Regions from separate parts of the Mus musculus genome. Here regions 2 and 3 are each linked to region 1. Evidence: chromatin contacts called from public Hi-C and Micro-C data. All regions are on one chromosome and are shown on one strand. The core of a region is the stretch at or near the end of the contact, and the rest is flanking DNA. Distances in the headings are between cores, read along the strand shown.

Region 1 (4,209 bases), core at 505-3,004:
CTTCTTCTTCCCCTCTCTTAGATCTCTTTCTACCCACCCCCCCAATTTAAATCTAGGCTTCGCCTATGAGAAGAAACATGGGAAATTTGTCTGCATCTGGCTTATTTCACATAACATAATGATCTCCAGTTCCATCCATTTTCCTACAGATGTAATAATCTCCTTTTTCTTCATAGTTGAATGAAACTTCAATGTGTACATATACCACATTTTCTTTATCCATTCATCTATTAATGGACATCTAGGCTGGTTTCATTTCTGGCCTGATATGTGTAGTAAAGCAATAAATATAGATGTAACTGTTTCTTTGGGGTATAATGACTTATAATCCTTTATACCTAGGATACCAAAAATTACCAAACTGTAGTTATGCTTTTAGCTTTAATTTCCATAGTGGATGTTCCAGTTTCTACCCTTACCAGCAATGGATAAGGAATCCCTTGTCTCTACATTCTCACCAAAATCAATAAACAATATTTTTTCAAATAAAGTTTTACTCTATAGCTTAATTTGGCCTGGAACTTGGTATATATCCTAGGCTGGCCTCGAACTTACCAACTGCCTATCTTTCTGCCCTCCTCTTTTTTTTAAAAAAAAGTATTTCTTTGTGAGAATTTCACACTTGAGGACTGTATTTACATCATTTCCCTACTCTCTTCCCTCTGCAACTCTTCCCATGTTTCCCCACTCCCTCACAAACTCACGACCTCTTCTTCTTTATTTCTTATTGTCACATGCATGTATGTGTATAATAATAAACATGGTGAGTCCATTTAGTTTTGCTCATATTCACATTATTCGGGGCTGGCAACTTGGAGATGGGTAACCCATCTCAGGGGCTGATCCCTGGAGAAGACAGACTCTTCTTTTAGTAGCTATCAACCAACTGTAGCTCTTCATCCAAAAGTGGGACCTTCTAAGATTTTCCCCATCTATTTTGGGATGTTGGCTGGTATTGTCGTTATATAGGTCTAGTCTAGGTGACCACATTGTTAAGATTTCATGGGTACAACTCCTTGTGACATACAGAAGACTCATGTTGATCCTACGACACCCTTTTCATGATGTTTCCTTAGCCTTAGGTGGAGGGACTGTGCTATAAATGTATCAGTTGGGAATGGGCATGCCAAAATCTGTTGTTCTCTTCATTGTAAGCTGGTTGTGGATTTCCATAATGGTTTCTGTCTATTGCAAAGACAAGTGTTTTTGATGCAAGATGAAAGCCACACTTACTTGTGGGTATAAGTCTAAGTATTTAAATGCAGTTGGGAATTATACTGGTTTAGGAATGTGGCAGTCATAGGTTCTCCGCTAAGGTCCATGACCTCACCAGCCAGAGTTAGTTGGTTAAGTTTATGGTGCCATTTTCTCATATTGAGTGAGCCTTAAATCCAACGAGGTGATCTTCCACCGTCTTTATGAATTATCTTACTTGTTCTCCCTATGATATCCATCTGAGAAAATGGGAATAATAGATGGCTACCACGTGAAATCAGTAGGAAAATCAAACATTACCTGTAAATTCCTGGCACCAAAAAAGGACTCTAGTAAGTGATTAACTTAACTTACTCAAGCAACCTTGAGAGCACTGGGGATGTAACAGAGGGTGAACATCTTACTACCTTGACCCCCAACACTGTAACAAATGAAACAAAAAGAACAGAGCTGAGCTTTGATGAGTCACATATAACAAGAAAAGCAAAGAGAAAATATACTTGCCAGGGTGTCATGTGAAGATCTGAAAGGGCCTCTGGTTTCTGAGTCATCTCTCAGTGATTCAACTCACATTACCCTCTCCTCCATCATCCCCCTCCACTCCCCACCAACACATACATTCTGGTTCAGGAAGGGAAAGGTTCTTTAAGGCAGCTTAGACTCCCTCTTTGACCTTAATTTGAGGTCAGAGTCAGAAAACAGATAATGGAAAAAAAAAAAGTCATTCTACATGCCAACCAAATTGACCCTAAAATCCTGTTGTGGTGATAAATCCCTGGCCTGCTCAATGGCCTTGGAAATGTTCAGGGAAATCTGTCCTGCCTGAGACCCTGAAAAAGTTGGAGGCAAGAAGGAAGCCCTAAGGCACTCCACCCCAACTTGAATTCTCAGGGACTCCTTTGTCCTGATTATGGCTTTCTAGCCTTCATGGGATTTACTATGACTGTTTTAGGCTTCTGGGTGAACTAAGGATCTACTGCCTTTAGAAATAGCAACTTAATAAGGCTTGGTACCACTACCATCATTTCATATCCAGGGCTAGGCGCTGTGTCCCTTTTACCACCAACATCCCAAGGGACATTTTAGTGCCGAGACAGTCTCCTATCACTGAGTTGTCCTGTCTGTTTGTAGCCTTGGTCCTGTCTTTTCAGTTCCCATAGCTAGGAGACTCTTCCAATCCTAACAGTAGGAAAATTTCAGTCTTGGTTCTGTGAAGGAAGGGCAGCTGGGAAAAGTGGCCAGACACTGAGAGCTGACAGATTGCCACCATTATGGTTGAACTTGTAATTACTGTAGAACTTAGAAAACATGATTTTGAGAACTTAGTTGGGCATACATATTCGGAGAACTAATGTAGGGCAGGAATCTAGGAAGCTCTTCAGTGGGAGATGACATTTAAGCCATGCCCAGAAGAGTAGGCAGGAGCTGACCCAGTGAAATCATTGCGTCAAACTCTGAGTCTTTCCTCAATGGAATATAATTATATGGCTGGTTAGCTTTCTTGGCGAGATTGATTAGAGACAGTCTCATGTGGTATTATGATACCTACAATTATAATTTTCTACTTCAACAGTTCTGCAACCCTGTAGTCATGGCAAACGAAAACAACTTGGCTCTCTGCTTTGCTTTGCTAAATATGCCTGTTAGTAGGATGTCTTGAAAACTATTGGAAAAATATTTCCTAGTAGTATCCAGTTTCCCTGGGATTTTCCTATTTGTCCTTTAAGCACTAAACACATAGTCCGTTCTTTATAATTACCTACCTGTTAGCTACTGCTATGAAAAATAGAGTAATGGTATCATAGTTTCTTGTTAGGTGGGAGGCCCTCCTTCTGCTTCTAGAGAGTTCAGTTACAGTGAGTTAACCTCTCCTGGCAAAAGCTGATAGGTTTACGGCTGTCTTCTAAACTATAAAGAGCCTCTAAGTGGTCTTCAATCAGAGGCACCTCATGATGAAACTCTACTGTCTCTATATGATCATGTTAATAAAAGAGGGAAGGTTGCATATTCACACAGGAACTAGGGGAGTAAGTGCTGCTGTGACTAGGGTGTGGGGTGTGGGGTGTGAGGTGTGGGGTGTGGGGTGGTATTTCTGAGCCCATGGTCTCCCAGGCCCAACACCAGTGTGATGTAGAGTAAACAGGGATGGGCAATAATTCCAACCAAGAAATGAGCGAATATACCCAATCTGTTTCCCTTGCCCACATTTTATGGCTATGATTTAATGAGGAAAATCCAATCAGCATCTCATCACTTAAAGTAGCATTTGCTAGATTCGATCTTTGAGAGAGCATCTAAGGGGTCCTTTGGTTTAATTTTCTCCAAACAATTCTTTCATTCTTTCTGTTGGACTCAAAGGGGCCTGTTGATTAAAAAAAAAAAAAAAAAAAAAAAAAACAACTTTTTATGATTCTTTTTGAGTTTCCCTCATGTACCCCAGTCTCACTCATCTCCCTGTCCCTTCATATTAGCTCTTTGCCCTTGAAATCTCCCCCTCAAAACAACACACAACAACAAAGCACAGAAAACATCTCATTGTGGAAGCTGTAGTGTGTCACAGTGTGTCCCACAGTATACCCCTCTGTTCACACATCTTCACTTGCTAATCTTCATTTGCTAATGTTTGTAGCTTGTCACTGCTACTTTATGGGTTCTTCTTTTCCCTACCCTTTATCCCCCTCCCCCAGTTCACTCCCTATCACGAGATGGGAGAGAAAGAAGGCAAGGAGAGAGACAGACAGACAGAGACAGAGAGACAGAGAGACAGAGAATGAGATCTGTGACTCTAATTTCTTTCTTCTTGTTTCTTCATTGACCACAACTGCTAAAAAGAAAAAAAAAAAACCACAACCAACCACCAACCCTGCCTCTTGGGGCACAAGCATTTTATTTTCCTCTGAAAAGTATCCAAAATTCCAAATGTCCCACAACCACAGACACTATCAGCAGTTGGCAAAACCACAGCTCTGCTAGAGCACGAGGCAAATCACAGTC
Region 2 (4,450 bases), core at 1,114-3,613, 130 kb before region 1:
CAACCAAGCTGCTTTATTAGATCTCGTGATAAAATATAATAGTGTTTATTGAAAAGGCTGACACGCGTCCACAACATTATGTGTAAAACTTGCCCTGAGAAACATTTCTGATCAAAGGTCTGTTTTGATGGAGTCCTTTGTGAACCCTGCAAGTTTGCTAATTTCTTTACAGACCTGAAGATTAGGCCTTGGGGTCAACTTTTGGAGCAACTCAAACACAGGTATTGAATCATCAACATTAACTCTGATTTTAGGGCCCTGCCCATTGATAGAGCACAGCAATATGAAGTATGAAAGAGGATTTTAATGAGATTACTTGGGCATAATATGCAGGAAAAAATGGATCTGGCTATCCCAGGGATATAAAAATGAACGTAGAGAGCCAGGGCTTCAGTGTCAGCATCAGCCAATAGCCTTATGGGTAGATCTTTATCGCTCAAGCCTGGCCAGTGGGCTTACACTGCTGGGCTTACATCCCAAAGGGGCCTTTTAAATCATTTCATCTGATGTTTACTCTGCTGTTTATGAGTAAATGCATCTCTGTAATATGCACAACACTTTTAAAAGTTAAAGCTCATATTTTCTGGGTCTTTAAATATCATGTACCTCTTAGGGTTTCTAGTGATGTCACCTTTTGGAGCAATATCTATATTTGTATAAAGAGAAAATAATTCAGGAACACTCAACCATCAAAGAGGATCTTTCCCTTGGCCTGGAGTCTCGGAGGTTTTGACTTTTCCCTTTCCAAGTCTTTCCTAAGAAGCGTTTTGTGCAAACATAATATTGTTATTGCTTTTCTTATTGTTCTCCTCCAGCAAGAGTCCTGATTTTCTAGCTAGTGCTATCTAGAGCTATATTTAGGGTTTCCAAAGGGAAAAGGAAAAGGGAAAAAAAATCTGAAAGCAGAGGTACAAAGTTTAGTTTATTCAGTAAAGGATCTCAAAATGTACCGAGAGGAAAATTTTCAAACTAATGGTTCATGTCTCCAATATAGAAGTACTCTCCCAAATCAAGAAGAAAATTCAAACAATTTAATACAAAAATTGTCACCAACAAGTGCACAAAGAAGGCAATTAACCTTACTGTAACCAGATCAATCTAAATAAAGAGAATAGCTATGTTAAGAGCATTGAAAATGCTCAAGAGTTGGCACAGCTGGGGGAAGTCATCATGTTTATTACATATTGTTAGGGAGCACTAACAGACACAACTATTAAGTTAGCTGGACAGTAAATATCTTAACTAATAAAGTCTTTAAAACAAATAACAGTCTCTGCTCTCCATTTTTATGAACCAACCCTGAGGCTGTGTGACTTCCCCTGGTCATTCAGGTGACAAGCTACAGCATTGCAGATAAAATCCAGGCCTTTTCCTGTTTTTACCGTGTTTCATGAAAGGCTGTGTGCTGCTGTTGGCGTGTTAGTTTTGTTGTGTGTTTGGTTGGTTGGATGGTTAATTTTTTGGTGACTGAGATAGAGGGTAGTTTGTGTTGCCCAGGCTGGCCCTGTAAGCTCATATGATCCTTTAGCCTATTTCTCCTGTACTTGGTTAGTAATATCTTTAATAATGAATATAGCTATATGGTATAATATATGACTGCTTTAACTAGAAAGTGTGTAACATAGAATGCAAAGCGGCCCTTCTCCTTGCCCTACCACAGCACACACAGATATGCCCACTGTAAGTGTTTAGAGTCCAACCGTACTTGCTGATCTTCTATACAAAACAATGGGATCCTGCTTCGCCTGTGAATGTTTCTCCAGTTAGCAAGCTGCCATGCACACATTTCAGGTACCAAATATCATCCCACTTCCTCTGTTTTCAGATTTTAATAGAATCATTGTATCACCATGTCATAAGTCATTCGCCACTTCTCTGTTACGTTATGGAATGCAGAGATTGTTTTCTAGTGTTCTCTTAGCAAAGTGCCGCAGTGAGCATTGGTGAACACAGGCTTTCACAAGTGGACTTAAACATCTACAGCACTGACTCTTAGATGAACACACTCCTGGGCTACTCGCCTCCATAGTTTCTAAGGTGCTTGGTGGCTTAATGTAATGGATTGTTAAGGATTATTATTTTTTGAATACTCATCTAACACAAGCAAAAATATTTTGCTTTGATGAAAAGGAGGCAGAGTGTAATTTTTTTAACTGTGGTTTTTCTGACCAGAGGCTCCTGAGTTGATCTGCTGACTACAGTTTCTTCCTATGGCTTCCTCTTGACTTTTGGTGTTTCTCCAGGCTGCTGGCAAGCTGGGTGGCAACTGCCGCAGATACCATCCCTCCCTGGCCAGCTGTGCCCACACACACATGCACTCCTCTCAATGATCCTTGAGTGCCCGCAGTTGTTCCCCCAAAGACTGACTCAACCCAAAGGACTTTCCTGATCCAGTCTATGTGTTGTGTCTCCTGAAGGGAGCAAGCTGGGTCCACACCATGCTTTTCCACATTTAACCTTCTTGCCCACTCAGCCTTTGTGAAGACATCAATCCAGGCCTGACCCCACTGCCCTTTCCTGAAGCCAGACCTTAATCTGATCATTTATTGAAGATTTTTTTTTTTGACCTAATGGACTGGGCCATGTGAGAGATTATTGAGAGAAACAGGCCCAGCAGAGACTGGAGACTCCACGCTAATCTAGCTAATCAGCCGAGGAGTCTGAAACTGCACAGCTGTGGGGGCTCACCTCGCTTTCAAGCACTTGGTTAAAATATTTGTGAGGGGCTTGTGCCTGAAGCTCTGCTCAGTGTTTGGTGAGGAGGCACGCTGTTCTTTGGGAGGGAGCTCTCAAATGAACAGTGACAGATGCAGACACGGAAGGTCTAGAACGGCTGTCGTAAATAACAGTAAACTGTTTAATCTTGCTGAGTTGTAAATCTGATTGCAGAGGTCTTTAGTTCACCAGTTCAGTGGAACATAGGATGAAGGGTGGGGCCCCTTAGGAAATGGGCAGTTACTATTTCCCAATTGGACAGAAACTGGTCTGAGGAGATTCATTTAAAAAAACACACATTCATGAATTTTAATGGACTGTAATAAGCACTCAGAGAAAATTTACAACTTTAAAGAGATTTTAAAAATCTTATGTGAAATACTTTACATAAAATCTACCTATAAAATGGGTGTGGATATACATGTGTGCCTAGGGCCCACTCTCCCTACCCCCACAAAGCTGTATTTTTTCCTTGAATATGTTGCAGAGGAGTCTTCATTTCTTTTTCTGTTATTGTATAAGCTGCCATGACTAGAACAACTTAAAGGAGAAAGGGTTCATTGTATCTCAGAGGTCAAAAGACAGAGCTCATCTCGGCAGGGCAATCCTGGCAGTGAGAGCTTGAAACAGCTGGCCACACTGCATTCCTGGAGACCAGGCAACAGACAGATCAAATGTATGCCAGCGTGCCTCAGCTTCTCTCTTCTCCACTTTATACAGACCTGGATTCTCTGCTGAAGGAACAGCCTGATCCAGTTAGGGGAAGGACTGAAGGAGCTGAAGGGGATGGCAACCCCGTAGGAAGAACAACCATATTCACCAACCTGACCTGCCAGAGCTCCCAGAGACTAAACCACCAACCAATGAGTACACATGGAGGGACCCATGGCTCCAGCGGCATATGTAGCAGAGGATGGCCTTAACTGGCATCAATGGGAGGAGAGGCCCTTGATCCTGTGGAGGCTCGATTCCCCAGAGTAGGGGAATGCTAGGACAGTGAGGCAGGAGTGGGTGGGGGAGCACCCTCATAGAAGCAGCGGGAGGAGGTTAGGATAAGGGGTTGTGGAAGGGAAACCTGGAAGGGGGATAACATATGAAATGTAAATAAGTAAAATAACCAATAAAAAATAATAAAAATGATGAGCCTTAATGTAAACAAGACAATCTCCCCTCTCAGGCAAGCCCAGAGGCCTCTCTCTAAGTGATTCTAGAGTCTATCAACTTGACAAGGAACACTAACCATCACAGAGGACAGAGCAGAATCCCAAATGTCAGAGGTGGTTGAGGACATTATAGAACCAAGATAGACACGCAGCTCTTCCCTGGAGACCCGTGTTTCTAGAACATTCAGTAGAACTGGGGATGGAGTGAGAGCAGGAATAGGAGGTGTGTGAGTCTGATGGATCGAGGCAGGCCATTGTCACAAAGATGGGTTTGTGAGCTGAGCTCAGTGACAACGGTAAGTCAGTACTACAGCCTGGTACACACTAGAGAACAGGGTCAGCGGGGAGCTGAGGCAGGACGATATGAGAAGATTTGGGTGGCGTGGGGCTGCCACTCACTCCAGCAGCTTCATAGTGAGCAGGTTTGGTGGCTAAAAAGGACACTGTTGTTATGGACACACTCTATGGACTGATTTGCTTCTTAATTTTTGGCAAATAATATCCAGTTTAAGTTACACCTCGCCATAGCTTCAGTCTCCAAACATATTATTATTTTATTTATAAAAACTTGA
Region 3 (4,446 bases), core at 1,378-3,877, 150 kb before region 1:
AGCTATGGGTAACTCTCGTTCCAGAGGATCTGACACCTTCTTCTGGTCTCTGAGAGCATCACACACATGTGCAGACATACATGCACAAATACAAATAAGCAAACAAGTAAATAAAACAAAAAAGGCAAAAGCAGATGGAGTGGGCCTATATGGGCCTGGGTGGCTCTCTCTCTCTGTGTGTGCATGTGTGTGTGTTTGTGTGTGTATGTATGTTTAACACACTTCTAGAATCTGCTACTGCCCTTGGACATTTGGAGACACTGGCAGGTGGCAAACTGGATCTCAGGGGGCAGGAGTCCTGTTTTTCTGGCTGCCTTTTCTTCTCTTCTCTTCTCTTCTCTTTTTTCTTTCTTTATTTTTCTTCCTCTCTATCTCTTCCTTCCTTCCTTCCTTTTAATTATATATATTTTATTAGATATCTTCTTTATTTACAATGAGGAAATGTTATCCTCTTTCCTCATTTCCCCTCTGAAACCCCCCATCCCATCTCCCCCCCTCCACTCACTAACCCACCAATTCCCGCTTCCCTGTCCAGGCATTCCCTTACACTGGGACATCATCGATCCTTTACAGGACCAAGGGCCTCTCCTCTCATTGATGTCCCACAAGGCCATCCTCTGCTACTTATGCAGCTGGATCCATGAGTCCCTCCTTGTGTACTCTTTGGTTGGTGGTTTAGTTCCTAAGAGATCTGGGGGTCTGGTTGGTTCATATTGTTCCTCCTATGGGGCTGCAAACCCCTTCAGCTCCTTGGGTCCTTTCTCTAGCTCCTACATTGGGGACCCTGTGCTCCGTCCAATGGATGGCTGTGAGCATCCACTTCTGTATTTGTCAGGCACCGGCAGAGCCTTTCAGGAGACAGCTATATCAGGCTCCTGTCAGCAAGCACTTGTTGGCATCCACAATAGTGTCTGGGTTTGGTAACTGGATATGGGATGGATCCCCAGGTGGGACAGTCTCTGGATGGCCTTTCCTTCAGTTTCTGCTCCAAACTTTTTCTCAGTATCTCCTACCATGGGTATTTTTTATCCCCCTTCTAAGAAGGACCGAAGTATCCACTCTTTGATCTTCCTTCTTCTTGAGCTTCATGTGGCCTATGAATTGTATCTGTGAATTTTGAATTTGAGAAGGGGTGTGCTATGGTTTGGGTAAGCGTCCCTGTAGTCCCTAGGGCTAAAGGCTTGAGTATAGGCACCAACCTTAGGGTAGGAATTGGTAGGCGGAGGCTAGCTCAGTGAGGGTAAGTTCTAGAGGGGATCAGGGACCTTCCCCTTTCCTGTTTCTTAGTTTTCCACCATGACATGGACAGGCCTTCTCTGCCACATGCTCCCACCATGACAGGCTGGCTTATCACTAGACCAAAGCAATAAGGCCAAGAGAACATGGGTAAAACTTCTAGCCCTGTGAACCAAAATAAGCATTCTGTCATGTTGGTTACCTTAGACAACTAGTGATGTCTGAAGAGCTGACAGACACAGGCTGTCTGGTAGACACAGGTGGGAAGGGTGTAGGGCCACTGGCAGTGTAGCTAGGCTCTGAATCCCAAGACCACTATTCATGACACAAAATGAACAATAAAACGTATTGGAATTTAGCAAGAATGCACGTTCTTCTCTTTGATTTGAGTTATGAAAAAAGCTCCTCCAAGGCAAATCGAAGCCAGAGTCAGTCGCAGTTGCATTTCAACAAGGATCCCATTAAAGGAAGGACTTAAACTTCTGCCTTTCATATAGCAAAGGACTAATATTTCTATTGTTAACTGTGGGGTCCAGGAGTTGAAAGGCGATAGTGACTGAATCTTCCCCACTTTGGCTGGCTTAGAGTCAGGGCCTGGGACGGACAGGTGGCTTAAAGGAACCGCTCCTGGGCAAGGCTGCCATCTGCAGAGAGGGTGGAGATCTGTTTTATGTTAACCTTAAAGGGGAGAGGGAGGGGGAGGTGGAGGTAGAGGTGGAGGTGGAGGGGGAGAGAGGGAGAGGGAGAGGGAGAGGGAGAGGGAGAGGGAGAGGGAGAGGGAGAGGGAGAACAAAGAGAAGATGGGGAGGCCAGAGGTCAGTGCTGCTCCCTGTGGGAAAGATTCTGCAGTAGTCATGTGTGCCTTTAAGGGCAAAGTTTCTTTGTAATATGTCCCTTTTAATCAGAAGACTCTGAAAATAAACTAGTTATGAATCAAAAAGGCAGCTCCTAAAGTCTGGGCTTGTTTTGAGTTTTGTGGGGTGCCTTGATTGCAAAGAAGCAATGCTTCATTTCTTGCTCCAGATATAAGGCAGGATTCCCTAGGCTATCATTTCAGATGTCAGGAACCTTGAATGGAACAAACAAACAAACAAACTTTTCTCTACACAGGGTTTCTCCCCATTGTTTAGTAGAGCCTGGTCTAATATTTCCTCCTTAATATATCCTAGAATCCGTGTTTCTCTCAAGTGATGACAAACCAATCATACAGCCTTCCTGTCACTGTTGTCACAGGAAGATCTGCAGATCTTCGCGGACACGCGTCTGCTGCATTTCTTGGCTCCTCCTTTAGGTGGCGCTGTTTGACCATTTTCTCCACTGGTGCCTCAGTACTTGGGACCACATTCAGAAGAGGAGATTGACCCCCGTTGTTGATAAAACCCCACTTTCCCTTTCACAGGATGCTCTCTTTGCACGGAGTACAGCCAGCCGGTGCTCTTTCTGCATTGCAAGCCCGAGACATCTCTCTGTTGCAATAAAAATAAAGACTTCTGAATGACGTACTGCTGCCTGCTCTGTCGTTGCTCTGTCTGAGTCGCCGGGCAGCGGTGGCAGCCTTTAAAAACATAAGTGGATGGATGGTAAAGTGGGATGGGGTGGGGTGATGCGAGGAGATCTGCAAGTCACAGAATGTGGACTGATCGTTGCCATATAAAATAAGCTTGAAGAAGTAGCCTGAAACTGTGCAGGAAAACAGAAAAAGGAGAATTTGCTGTGGGGAGTTATCGGGAGAGGTCATTGTGGGCTGTTCCATGCACAATAACCATAGACTGCTTTTTAAATGTGTGTGTGTGTGTGTGTGTGTGTGTGTGTGTGCTTGCACAGTTCCATGCAGTTGTTCATATTTTCTTTTACAGTCAGAAAGTTGATTTATCTTCTCTTCTTATGGACTTCCTCCTAAAGTTGGAAGCCCCTTGAAAGCTCCCCTCCCCCGTTTATTTATTTATTTACTATTAACAACCATCTTTTGATTCTAGAGTATTAAAGGACAGTTGAACTTTGGGACTCTGGCTCTGGGTGGGGTTGGCAATGGAAGTACAGCATTTCTCAGGAGCTCACTGCTTGGGGACTTCACTCTTGACATTGTGATTCCTGCCCGGCATGGTGGCAGGTGTTGGCTGTTGTAGCCCTTGGAAAGCTAAAACAGAATTGATAGCCTAAGCTATAGTGACACCCAGTCTCAAACAGGACAACACAAAACTGACCCAAGTGTTAGCTTTTTACTTTTGCACTGTTTATTTCAAAGCAGTAGGCAACTTTGGGCTTGTTGTTAATTGTCTTTCATAGAAGATCAAGCTAAGGGGACAATGTAACTGACAAACTTGCTTCACCCACCCCTGGTGCCAGCGGCCAGCATCCCATGGCACTAGTAATGGGGTTGTACTGATTTGGCACCTACTGAGAGCATATTTGACCCATTATCTTTTCAGAATAAGATGCAATATCTCTTGTGTGGAATGATCTGGAAGGGGCCTGGTGCGCTCAGTTTCCTTCCAACACACGTTTGGTGAGATGAATTAGCCGTTTAAATCAGGAGATTCAGCAATTAGAGTCCATTTTTTTTTAACCCCAGAGAAGAGGAAGATATTTGCAGCTGTTTCAGAGAACGCTAAATCAGAGGCTGGTGGAACGTCGCTCTCCCTGAAGGCTTCCATTCCTCGGCAAGCAATCTGTGGGTTGCACATTGAACTGTGGGAGCATGAAGTGCTTGCTTCCGGGAAGACCTGGTGCCTCAGATGTTAGCCATTAGGTCCCAGATGTGAGATTTTTCAAGTTAAACCGAAGCAGCTCTGGTAGGAAGGCCCCTGTCTGATTATCCGTGCCTTCTGTCTCTGGATAGTCATCTCAGAAAAGCCAGATTTCGGCAGAAAAGTTGTTGTTGTTGAACATCGTGCAGCTGAAATCCTTTAAGAATAATAGAAAACACGGGGTAGGACTGGGTACATCGTGCACTTCAACACGATGTAGAGGCCACGGGCTTCCTAATAATAAGCCAAGATAAACAAAAATCCTCACGTGTGTTGAAAATATTACCTTCTCTTGTTAGATAGAGAGCTGAGCCCAGCCATATATCCTCTCCAGTGGTGACAGATTTTTCTGATTATGATTATAATATCAAAGTCATTAGTCTTACCTTTGGCTCAGGAACAGATATCGCTAATCATCAGTGCTTTCCAAGGTAAGGCCTCACTATCCTGGAGGCTTTCCCTC

What was found. A called contact is a pair of places that touch in the nucleus more often than the background predicts.
Region 2: a Micro-C map of muscle stem cells shows a contact between it and region 1, with 2.7 times the contacts expected there. A contact is called at or near these places in 7 of 39 promoter capture datasets (the HPC-7 cell line, cranial neural crest, frontonasal cranial neural crest and 4 more), 3 of 484 Hi-C or Micro-C datasets (embryonic fibroblasts, muscle stem cells and stem cell-derived motor neurons), 8 of 130 datasets of targeted methods (the NIH/3T3 cell line, craniofacial prominence, embryonic basal ganglia and 4 more) and 1 of 9 other capture datasets (embryonic stem cells).
Region 3: a Hi-C map of bone marrow-derived macrophages shows a contact between it and region 1, with 43 read pairs. A contact is called at or near these places in 3 of 39 promoter capture datasets (the 3T3-L1 cell line, hippocampal neurons and maxillary cranial neural crest), 17 of 484 Hi-C or Micro-C datasets (the AML12 cell line, CD4 T cells, the CH12 cell line and 10 more), 16 of 130 datasets of targeted methods (CD8 T cells, the NIH/3T3 cell line, bone marrow-derived macrophages and 13 more) and 4 of 9 other capture datasets (adipose tissue, liver, macrophages and 1 more).

What each region holds. Positions count from the first base shown.
Region 1 is chr19:24,718,211-24,722,419 of GRCm38.p6, reverse strand. All of the region lies in intron 9 of Pgm5 (phosphoglucomutase 5), which reads left to right. Among named protein-coding and RNA genes, the nearest start is that of Gm38581, 13 kb to the right of the region's middle.
Region 2 is chr19:24,846,889-24,851,338 of GRCm38.p6, reverse strand. All of the region lies in intron 1 of Pgm5 (phosphoglucomutase 5), which reads left to right. Among named protein-coding and RNA genes, the nearest start is that of Gm52405, 9.7 kb to the left of the region's middle.
Region 3 is chr19:24,869,567-24,874,012 of GRCm38.p6, reverse strand. No RefSeq gene overlaps it. Among named protein-coding and RNA genes, the nearest start is that of Pgm5, 9.9 kb to the right of the region's middle.